Regions from separate parts of the Mus musculus genome. Here region 1 is linked to region 2. A link is a contact called in public promoter capture Hi-C data. All regions are on one chromosome and are shown on one strand. The core of a region is the stretch at or near the end of the contact, and the rest is flanking DNA. Distances in the headings are between cores, read along the strand shown.

Evidence for each region. Promoter capture Hi-C pulls out the DNA fragments that hold promoters and counts their contacts.
Region 1: a contact with region 2 is called in a promoter capture Hi-C map of cranial neural crest. The contact joins the promoter of Coq8b here to the promoter of Erf in region 2. A contact is called at or near these places in 1 of 39 promoter capture datasets (cranial neural crest) and 1 of 9 other capture datasets (adipose tissue).

What each region holds. Positions count from the first base shown.
Region 1 is chr7:27,229,497-27,235,063 of GRCm38.p6, forward strand. It overlaps Coq8b (coenzyme Q8B), which reads left to right and starts at 3,517. Exons shown (of 15, transcript NM_133770.2): 1 at 3,517-3,677; 2 at 3,969-4,076; 3 at 4,206-4,325; 4 at 4,445-4,511. The coding sequence starts at 3,972.
Region 2 is chr7:25,248,532-25,254,672 of GRCm38.p6, forward strand. Erf (Ets2 repressor factor) reads right to left here and starts at 2,227. Exons shown (of 4, transcript NM_010155.3): 1 at 2,048-2,227. The coding sequence starts at 2,069.

The DNA of each region.
Region 1 (5,567 bases), core at 2,267-4,766, 2.0 Mb after region 2:
CAACAAAACCCGGGCGGTGGTGGCGCACGCCTTTAATCCCAGCTCTTGGGAGGCAGAGGCAGGCGGATTTCTGAGTTTGAGGCCAGCCTGGTCTACAGAGTGAGTTCCAGGACAGCCAGGGGCTATACTGAGAAACCCTGTCTTGAAAAACAAACAAACCAACAACAACAGGGGAGAGAGAGAAAGAGAGAGAGAGAGGAAGGAAGGAAGAAAGAAAAAGAAAAACAACAAAAACAGTCTCAGGGCTGGAGAGATGGATCTGTAGTTAAGAGCCATTAGTCGCTCTCTTGAAGAATTGGGAGTTTGGTTTCTAGCACCCTGAATGGGGGTTCACAATCATCTCTAACCACAATTCTAGGGCATTGAACACCCTCTTGTGGTTTCTTCAGGGCATGCATAGCATGCACAGACATTTGCAGGCAAAATTACCCGCACACATAAAATTAAATCTTTTTAAGGCTGGCAGGGTGGCACACACCTTTAATCCCCAGTACTCAGGACAGAGGCAGACAGATCTCTGTGAATTTATGCTAGTTCCAGGTCAGCCAGAGCTACATATAGAAACCCTGCCTCGAATAATAAAGTACATAGGTAAGACCTTTTTAGGAAAGAATTCCAGGGCTGGAGAGATGACTCAGTGGTTAAGAGCACTGACTGCTCTTCCAGGGGTCCTGAGTTCAATTCCCAGCAACCACATGGTGGCTCACAACCATCTGTGATGAAACCGGATGCCCTCTTCTGGTGTGTGTCTGAAGACAGCTATAATGTACACACATAATAAATAAATCTTAAAGAAAAGAATTTCAATGTTTAAAACAATGAAGAAATCTCATGTCTAAACCATGGGTGATGGCACACTCATATAATCATATTACACAGGAGGCAGACACAAGACATTCTTATGTTTCACTAGCCCAACACCAACCTGGCCTACATGATAAGAGCCAATCTCAAAAAACAAGAGCCTGGGTTTTACATGGGCACAAGGTCTTGGGTTTAAAAAAATTATTTATTATTATACATAAGTACAGTGTAGCTGACTTCAGACACACCAGAAGAGGGCATCAGATCTCATTGGGGATGGTCTCTGGAAGAGCAGTCAGTGTGCTTAACCTCTGAGCCATCTCTCTAGCCCAGGGTCTTGGATTTTTGTTTGTTTGTTTGTTTTTGTTTTTTTGTTTTTTCGAGACAGGGTTTCTCTGTATAGCCCTGGCTGTCCTGGAGCTCACTTTGTAGACCAGGCTGGCCTCAAACTCAGAAATCCGCCTGCCTCTGCCTCCCGAGTGCTGGGATTAAAGGCGTGCGCCACCATGCCTGGCAGGGTCTTAGATTTTTAAATAAATAAATGAAGATGATTTCATGTCTAGAGGACTTATGTTCTAGGCTCTGACACTAGATCATTACCTCAAGGTTGGTTGGTTCTTTAATTACTTATGTGTACATGTGTGCCTGTGCAGGTGCATTCAGGTGCCTTTGGCGACCAGCAGGGGGCATCAGATCTGGAGTTGAGCTTACAGGTAATTGAAGCTACCTGGACACTAGGAACTGAACTCGGATCCTTTGGAAGAAAAGCAAGCATTCTTAACTGCTGAGCCCCAACTCCAGCACCTTGGGGGTTTGTGTGTGTGTGTGTGTGTGTGTGTGTGTGTGTGTGTGTGTGTGTGTGTGTGTGTGTGATAGACTTTCCCTGTATTCTTGGCTGTCCTGGAACTCACAGAGATCCTCCTGCCTCTGTCTCCTGAGTGCTGGGATTAAAGGCCTGTGCCATCACCACCTGATACCTCTTGTTTTCTAATGCCGAGGCTCACACATGCTGTATCACTGACATATACCTGCAGCTCCATGCTTTCCTCTTATTTATTTTGAGGTAGGGTCTCAAGTAGCCCAGTCTAGCCTCAAAACCAAGGATAGCCTTAAATTCTTGCTTTCCCCGCCTCTTTCTTCCAAATGCAGGGATTATAGACATGCACCACCATGGCTGCCTTCATGATCCCAGTGTACCAGGGAGAGCTTTGAGTTCAAGTTCTACCCTTTCCTTGCCCTTGTTTATGTCATCTGCAATGAACTCAGATACATGGAGTTTGTGGTGCGAGGCCACTGTGAGCAGTGGCCCTGTGGGATTATCCACTGAGGTGATTTTTCAGCCTGTCCCTTATGGCAAGCAGCCTGCAGCTCCTGAGTCAGACCCTCACCTTTGGAAGAGGACTGGAGGTGCTTTCAATCTTGAAATTGAGTCACCCATTGGAGGGACATTGGGCACAGGCCCAAGGTTTCAGGATGAGTCATCTCTTCATAGGCTAATAAGAAGTCAGATACGGGAACCCACCTCAGACATCATACAAGTTAGAGAACATGAGGTCCAGAGAAGGAGGAGGGCTCTTCTGAGGTCACACAGTAAAGGGACAGACTTTCCCAACAAAGGGGGTGGGGCTAGACAGCGACAGTAGGGTGCCGTGAGGAACACATCTCTTCAATTGTGGGAAAGATGTCCCAGCCACCAGCTGTTTCTATTCCAGACAGCAAGAGGAGTGAGTCAATTTTCTCTCATGCCAAGGCTCCTGACTCAGCGCTGGGAATCTTGACTGAGTGTGTTCTGGGAAATGTCAGGCCTTAAGGAAGCAGGGTTCCCACTGAGGGCCATCTCCTAAGTAGGCAGAGTGGAGAGTAGACTGCAGGAGGGAACACCGGCACAGTATGCCGCCAAGGGGAGTCATGGTGAAGGCAGAGAAGAGTTCCTAAGCAAGGCAGTGGATTTATATGTGCCAGGAAGGAGGCTGGGTGCCAGGACGTGGGTGTTGGTACAAAGTGGAGAGGCTCCATGTGCAAGGGAAATGTTTGCTTGGAAGAATATGTGTTTAAAGATTTCTGGGGTTGGGGCTGGCGAGATGGCTCAGCGGGTAAGAGCACTGACTGCTCTTCCAGAGGTCCTGAGTTCAATTCCCAGCATCCACATGGTGGCTCGCAACCATCTGTAATGGGATCTGATGCCCTTTTCTGGGGTGTCTGAAGACAGCTACACTGTACTTACATATAATAAATAAATAAATCTTAAAAAAAAAAAGATTTCTAGGGTTGTGGCTCAGTGGTCAAGAATCGTCCCTGGAATGCACAAGGCCCTGGATTCGTGCATCCGTGGTGGCAGGGGTTGGGGGAGGATGTCCAAATACATAGGATAGATTTTGAGCTTGGCAGGCGGAAATGTAAGTGGATATAATGGTTCAGACCTGCAATTTCAGCAGGTGGGAAGTGGACGCAAGAAGAGAGAGACAGAGAGAGAGACAGAGAGACAGAGACAAAGAGGGACAGAGAGGGACAAAGGAGGGTAGAAGAATTCTGTCAAGAAGGACCATTGGTCAGTACAATGAGCTCACGTGCGCACCGACTAACACAGAAGACCCACAGAGCCTTAGCCTAGGTTCCACCCCTTGCCACGCCTCCTCAGCGGGGTGAGTTTTTGCAAACGTCGGCGAGCTGCTGTGCTACCATTGGCTAGCTGATCAAAGGGGGCGGGTGTGCGGACGTTCCCGGAAGCTTAAGAGGCCCAGCGGGTGCTAGACCTGGAGCCTAAACCTGGTGGACTGGGTGCTTAGCAACGGGGGAGGTGCCCCGTAACGGGGTCGTAACGGGGTGTCTAGGCAGGGGGCAGCACAGGAATTGTGAATGCTTAACAGCCCAGGGTAAGGCGATGCCTAGCAACGAAAGGGGCGCTGAGAAGTAGAGAGTTGTCCTGGCGGCTCTGTGGACGTCTAGCAACGGGAGAGAACCTTAGCAACAGCGAGGAGTTTTGTGGGGATTGGGGAGGCGCTTATGGAAAACTTGAGTTCTTAGCAACGTGGGCGGGCTGGGGGGGGGGGGGTAACTAGAAGAAACCTGGAAATAAAAGGGGAAAAGATATGGGGGTTAGGGGGGCTTTTCCAACAAGAGCGCAAAGCAGGAGGCCCAGTACTGTAATCCTTATTATTTCTTAGGCAATGTGGCTGGAGCTAGGTGCCATGCTGCGCAGGACCTGTGGACCGCTGGGCAGGGCTGTTCGTCTGCCCTGTGGGGGGGCCCTAGGACCTAGGCCCCACTGGTGGGTAAGAGGCTGAGGAGGGGGCCTCCAAGGAAAAGAGGTTGAGGGAAGGGGGGTGGGGAGTAGGTAAAATGATGTAGATGGGTCTAAAAAGGATTAGACCTTCATTCTTTTAAAATCCACTTCTCTGCAGGGGCCATGTAGGAGTTGCTTGGCCCAAAGTGTTCATCAAGACCAGCCTGGAAGAGGCCTCAGTGAAGATGACATTCGCAGGGCACGGGAGGCCCGGCTCAGGAAGGCACCCCGGCCCCAGGTATCATTGCTTCCTCTTCCCCCTCCCCCATGATAGTCTGAGGAAAGTGGCAGCAAGTCTGCAGGGCTTTTCTGCCATCTTGTCCACCTTCCCTACCTCACACCTCTCCTCTTTCTCAGCTGAGTGATCGCTCTCGTGAACGCAAGGTGCCTGCCTCCCGCATCAGTCGCTTGGCCAGCTTTGGGGGTAGGTGTGACCTCGATCAGAGAGAACATTTACAGGTGAAGCAAGGGAAAGGGTGAATCAAAGACAGGGTTAGGAGGGAGAGAGAGACAAGGAAAAACAGAACGTAGACCTTACTGTTTATTGAGAACCTGATGTGAGCAAGGTCTTGTAGGCTAGGCCTGTGTTTATTTCTTCTATTGATGGAGGAGTGGGGGCTGAGAGGTGAGGTGGCAGGACTTTAGGTTCCGCAGCAAGATTGTTCAGACATGTATGAAACAAAAAGTAATGTGTTGCAACCAACCCTCCAAAAAGGAAAGGAGGTGGCCAGGACACCCACCTGGAATTTCAGCAGTTGGGATGTAGGTAGGAGGGAACAGGATGATCAAGGGTTCAAGGTCATTCCTGGCAACATAGAGAGTTTGAGGCCGCCTGTACTACATGAGACCCTGTTTAAAGGAGAGAAAGGTAAAGAAGGGAGAGAGAAAGAGGGAAAGGGCCATTGTAATCCCTGTTCTTGAGAAGCTAACACCGAGAGATTGAAAAGCCAAGCCTGGGAGTGCATGGCTGGAGGCTCAGCTGCCTGCTCGGTTACTACTGTAGGACTGCTTGCACTCACAAATTCAAGACCAGCCTGGCATCACAGACCTTGTCTAGGGAAGAAGGAAAAAGAGAGAGAGGAAAGAAAGAAAATAGCATATAAGAAAATATAATGGGCAGTGGTGGCACACGCCTTTAATCCCAGCACTTGGGAGGCAGAGGCAGGCAGATTTCTGAGTTCGAGGCCAGCCTGGTCTACAAAGTGAGTTCCAGGACAGCCAGGGCTACACGGAGAAACCGTGTCTCGAACACCCACCCCCACTCCCCAAAATATAAATGTTGAATATGGATACATACGTGTTTTTGCTTGTTTGTTTTGTTTTGTTTTTCTAGACAGGGTTTCTCAGTATAGTCCTGGCTGTCCTGGAACTCACTTTGTGCTGGGATTAAAAATAAATAAAATACAAATAAAAAATAAATAATTTTTTTTTTTCGAGACAGGGTTTCTCTGTATAGTCTTGGCTGTCGTGGAACTCACTT
Region 2 (6,141 bases), core at 977-3,476:
GGGCAAGGAGACCATGTGTGTGTTGTATACGGGTCCACGTGCTTAAATCACGGAAACACCAGCTCTGCAGCAAGAAAGCTTGAGGGTGCAAGACCTCTCGAGCATGGGGGTCCAGTGAGGCTTTAAGAAAGCAGCTGCACTGAGAGAAGGGCTCCAGAAACGCAGACAGGGTGTAGAGGTAGCTGCAGACAGGAAGGACATGATGGCTGGGTCCCAGAAGGCACACCTGGATATCCCAGACTGTGCAAGCCTGGGTCGGGACATAAGTTCTGGGAAACAATCCCCAACTTAACATGACTGCCTAAACTTTTTATGGGAATATAGGGGTCAGATTGGGGGGGGGGGGTTTGAGGAAAAATACATCTGCCTCCCGGGGGGCCTCAACACCTCCCCCACTCCAGGCAGACCTCGATGGCGCCAGAGCCGGGAAGAAAACAGGAAGTGGGAAACAGCCACGGCGGAGCAGAAAAACGCCGGGATGGAGGATCGGATGGAAGGGCTAGCAGTGGCCAGCAGTCGGAGAAACAGACCGACCTCGAGGCCGTTCTGGTCTCTCGCCTTCCCTTGAGAATCTACACATGACTGGGACCCCAGACAGGGTTGCAGTGGCCCTACAGGTTCCGTCAAGCCAAGGCCCGTAACATAGAGGGAAGACAAGGCGGGGTTGTCTGGGCGCCTTGGTCCCCTCCCCGGTGAGGCGAGGCTCCTGCTGCCCCCAGGGCCCGGCAGCTCACGAGCCTGTGGGAGTCGGGGAGTGGGGAGTAAGTGGGACGCACGTGACTGACCCTATGGCACTGCACACCCCTACCCCACTCCCGACCCCCTTCCTTGGCCCCAATCCCCTGGCGCCGGAGCCCTGCTCCGAGCCCTTTAAGAGCCGCCCCCACCCGCCGAGCAGGGAGGTGGGGTGGGTGGGCCGGTCGGGGCACACACCCGCACATAGGAGCCGGAGCCGCGGCCGCCGCCGGGGGAAGGAAACAAGTTTGAACAGCGGCGCCCGGCCCCCTTCCCCCTCCCCTCGTCCCCGCCCCGGGCCGGATTCCGACGGGGCAGACGGGCAGGGGGCGGCGAGGCCCCCTCCCCCCGCGCGCCCGGGCGCAAAGTCCAGCCTGTGCGAGCCCGGGGGCGGCGGGGGAGGGGAAGGGGGAAAGTCCGAGTGGGAGGGGGGGTTAATCCTGCTGCCCCCCGCCCGGCGATGGGGGGGGAGGGGAATCCTGGCCCCTTAAGGAGGAGCAACTTGGCGGGGAAGAGAGGGGCGGAGGGAAAAGACGGCCCGCTGAAAGAAGCGCAGGATCGGGGAGGGGGAAGGACGAAGGGAGAGCCTCTGCATTCCCCCCCCCCCCCCCATCTTTCCCACCCTCCTCAACTCCCAGCCTCCGCCCGCGCCGGAGGAGGGTACCCAAGTCTCCCCTGAGCCACCTTAAAGCCGCGCGTTCTAAGGTCGGAAACAAAAAGTTCCTTTTTCGAACGTTCGGGCTGCGCTTTGGAACTTTGCGACTCAGTCCGGGCGGGGGAGCGAGGAGACGGACGGGGGAGGGGCGGTGCAGCCCGGACCCCGAGTCCCGTGTTCCCCTCTCACGCCCAGCTCCAGGCCATCCCGTATCCCGCTCACCGGGTGCTGGGCACGCGCTGCCGTGAAGGTCACGGGCCGGACCGCGCAGCGCAGAACCGAGCATAGCGGGTCCCTGTACAGAACCCCCACCTCGCACCGCACACGTCCCGGCCCCCGGAGTGCAACGTGACAGAACGACAGGGAGGGGACTCTGCCACCCCAGTGATCCCGGGAGAACCCAGGTTGCCGAGTCCGGGAAGGGAAAGCCCAGCACCCGCAGCACCCATACCATTCCGAAAGGATCCACAGAATTGGGGCTCCCAGGCAGCACCCCAGCTCGCGCCTCTAGAAGCAACAGGTCTCGAGTGCTTGGGGGTCCCCAAGAACTGGGTATCAATCGGGCTCCCCAGAACCCCTTCAGCCCCCACCCAAAGTTTTCCCTCCCGGTTTCCCGGGGCAACAAGTCTCCCCCACACGTGCTGCCCCCGCCCCCACCTGTGTCCGCCGGGGTCTTCATGCTGGGGGGCCCGGGGCAAGGCGCCCCAACTCCGGGCCGCTGCTCCTGGCGCCCGCGTTGCCCCGTCCCGTCCCGCGCCCGTTGGGACGCCCTCGCCGCCGCACCCGGCCTCGCCTCTCAGAGCCTCTCCCCTCCCCGCCGCCGCCTCCCGGGTTAATATCGCACTCCGGGGCCGGGACGCCCACGCCCCCCGGCCGGCGACGTCACCGCCGCGTCGCCATGGAGACACTGTGCCCGCCCCCTCCCGCGCACTCACACACGCTTGCCGGCGCGCAGCCACTGAGGACCGGCCGGCTCTTGGCTTAAAGGGGCCGCGCGGCGGGGGGGGGGGGGGGGGGAGGAAGGGCAGGGAGGGGCTGGGGAGGTCCTGGGGGTCACGACCCTTCTTGGAGGCTCTAAGTCAGAAGAACTTAAGTCTTCAGCACTCAGTACCTGCTGCCTCTCTTCTGCCCTTTCCTGGCTCCAGAGTTTCTTTTGGGACCTTTTTGGAGGAAAGGAATTATATGAAGGGGGACGATCAGAAATTTTTGTGGGGAAGGGGCAGAGTCTTCTCCGCAGGGGGGCGGAGTCTGGATCTTGGAGGATGATCAAGAGCACAGCCATTTCCCAGCCTGAGTTTACCCAACCCCCTCAACCCCGAGCCTGAAAGAGGGCAGCTGTCCAGGGGTGGGGTGGAATGGGTGGGAAACATTTCCCAGCATCGGAAATGGGGAGGCGGCTGTACCCTCGACTCCTGTGGAGATGGGGTCTTGGCCTTCCTGATAGACCCAGTCCAGCTGGGGAGGAAGTGACCAGAATGCATTCGGGAGCCCCCACAATCACCACTGTCCCTTAGGCTGCAGCTGTCCTGGGAACGCGGCCGGAGGTACCCCCACCTCCACACTGGAGCAGGGGGTTCCGGAGATAGTGCCAGGATGCTGGGGGCGACCCAAGTCTGAACAAATGTGCTCCGGAGGAGCATTGGGGGTCGCCAGGAGAGAGGAAGACAGGGCTTAAGACCAAAGGCCCGAGCGTAGGGGAAGTGTTAAGTCTGTGTTCGCTGCAGCAGATAGGAGGAATGGATGGAGCCTGAGGCTCGGGAAACAGGAAATCGGGGTACCGATCGGATGCAGGTAGGCAGCCTGCTACTGGGTAGAGGGGAAGCAGAGCTATATTCTCATAAACTAAACCTAAACAGTCTCAGGGAAATAATGAAAAATAAACCAACCGGAGTTACCAAAGGAAGAGATAGGGGACTAGGAGACTGAAAAGATGATGAATCAGAGCCGTGAGATGCGGCAAGCAAGAGGGAAGGCCTATCTGGCTCAGGCTATAGGTGCTTAAGGCTTCAAACCCAAACTTCTCCGTTGTTGGGTTCCTATTCAGCCTTTAAACCAGCTCACGGGTGCTAGAGAGAAGTCTCATGCCTCCTCCTTAGGGAGACCATGGCCTCCAGGGAAGTGTCACCCCTTTGGGAATTATGTAACCTTGCCTACGGACAGTGCAGCTCCCCACGGATATTGTAACCCTCTGGGAGCAGCGTGGTCCAGCAATAATCATCATTGTTACAATAACAGCTCTCAATTCTTAGTGCTCACGATGTGCCAGGCTGGGAGCCAAGCATTGTCTGTAACATCTTCATACTCATAAAATCCCAATGAGGGGCCTGCTATTGTAACCCCTACCACAGATTAAGAACCAAAGGCTCTTTCTTACAGGGGAAATTAATCTGCCAAAGTCCTATAGCAAGGAAGTGCTGGGATCAGTATTCAAGGCCTGATCTGTACAATTCCAGTTTTGCCATTGTACTTCACTGTTTAAAATAGATCCGTAACACACCCCATGTCCCCATTTCCTGACAACAAAAACAGACTTGAGTGGCAACCCTACTTCTCCTACCCACTCTCTTACCTAAAACAACGGAAATCACCTCTTTAAGCCTCGTCTGTAAAAATGGGGCTATTTTTTAGGCCCTGAAAGATAAAAGATTATTATTAAAAACTGGGTTGTGGTATAAATGTACAGTAATAGCCAGGTGATGGTGGCGCACGCCTTTAATCCTAGCACTTGGGAGACAGAGGCAGGCGAATTTCTGAGTTCGAGGCCAGCCTGGTCTACAGAGTGAGTTCCAGGACAGCCGGGGCTACACAGAGGAACCCTGTCTCCAAAAACAAAAACAAAACTAACTAAATAAATGTACAGTAATAATTGGGATGGGGTAATAGCTCAGTATCTTTGGCATGCTTGGGAGTCCCTGTTACACTGCCAGCACCAATAATTAATTAAATAAAGCTATGCACACTAGCTCACTCCTGTAATCTCAGCTCTCATGCTGAAACCAGAGGACCGGTCCATTTTAGAGCCAGCCTGGGCTACATGAGAGTTCAAGGCTAGCCTGTGCTAAAACATGAATCACTGTCTCAAGAAACCAAAATAGGGAGGGTAGAGAGGTGGCTCAGCAGTTAAGAGCACCTCTTGCAGACAACCCTAGTCAGTTCATAAGACAGTATTTTAGGCAGCTCACAACTACCTGTACCTCCCACTCTTGCCAAATCCAATACACTCACCTATCTTCAGCTGACATTCACATTCACACACACACACACACACACACACACACACACGCATACACATTTTTTTTTCTTTTCTTTCTTTTTTCTTTTTTTCAAGACAGGGTTTCTATATATAGTCCTGGCTGTCCTGGAACTCATTTTGTAGACCAGCCTGGCCTCGAACTCACAAATCCACCTGCCTCTGCCTCCCAAGTGCTGGGATCAAAGGCGTGCGCCACCACCGCCTGGCACATTTTTTTTTAATTGGGTATTTTTTTTTTAAATCTTGTCTTCTTGATTTATTCTTCTAGCTGGTCTAGAACTCACTATGTAGAACAAACTGACTTCAAACTCACAACAATCTGGCTGCCTCTGCCTCCTGAGTACGGCTGACATTAAAGGCAGCTAAATATTTTATTTATTATCTATTTATTTATTTATTTATTTATTTATTTATCTGAGACAGGGTTACTCTGTATAGCCTTGGCTATCTTAGTACTCACTGTGTAGACCAAGCTAGTCTCAAAATCAGAGATCTACCTGCCTGTACCTCAAGAGTGCTGGGATTAAAGGTGTTCTCCACCACTGCCCAGCTCAAAATATTTTTTAAAATAACAAAATAAATATACAAATAAAATTTAATTTATAGTGGTAATAAATATAAAGAATAAAAACATGTATATACATGCTTTATATACATGCAAATATATATATATATATATATATATATATATATATATATATATATATATATATATATGCAGAGTGACCATCGACCTCATTGATGTGAGCACCCTATGCCTTACAGACACACAGAAACAGATGTCACTGGCTCTGTGAAATTGATGATGTATCCTGGAAACCCTGGTGTCTGGGTGGCTGAGACAGAGTATCCTAAGTTTAAAGCCACTTTGGAATATATAGCAAGACCCTGTCTCAATCAAACAAAAAGGTGGGTATTGATTAACCACCATGCCCATTGTTGCACTCTTGCAATGCACTAAGTTAAGTCCTTTTAAAAATAACTATTATTATTATTATTATTACTATTATTTTCTATGTACTGTGTATGTTGACTGCATGAATGTCTGCGTATCACATGTGGCCTGGTGCCCAAAAGATCAGAAGAGGGTGTCAGATACCCTAAACCTAAATCCAGTCAAGGATGGTTGAGAGTTGAACGCTGCCCTGTGGTTGCTGGGAATTAAACCTGAGTCCTCTGGAAGAGCAGCCTTTGCTCTGAACCCTCAAGCCATCTCTCCAGCTTCAAAAAGTACTGCTGGAGTAAAAGGGGTCCAGGCCATGCTAAAGATGTAGCTCAGATACTCTAGTGCTTACCTCTCATGCAAGAAGTCCTGACCCAAGGGAAACAGGAAATGCATCCACGTGCAATTCCTGCACATGGGAAGTGAAGGCTGGAGGATTGGAAGATCAAGGTCATCTTTAGGTAGATAAGTGATTTGAGACCAACCCAGCCGATCTTGTAGTCACATCTATGCATACAGACAAAAACTGCAGATGTAATCTGAGTTCTTGGAAGG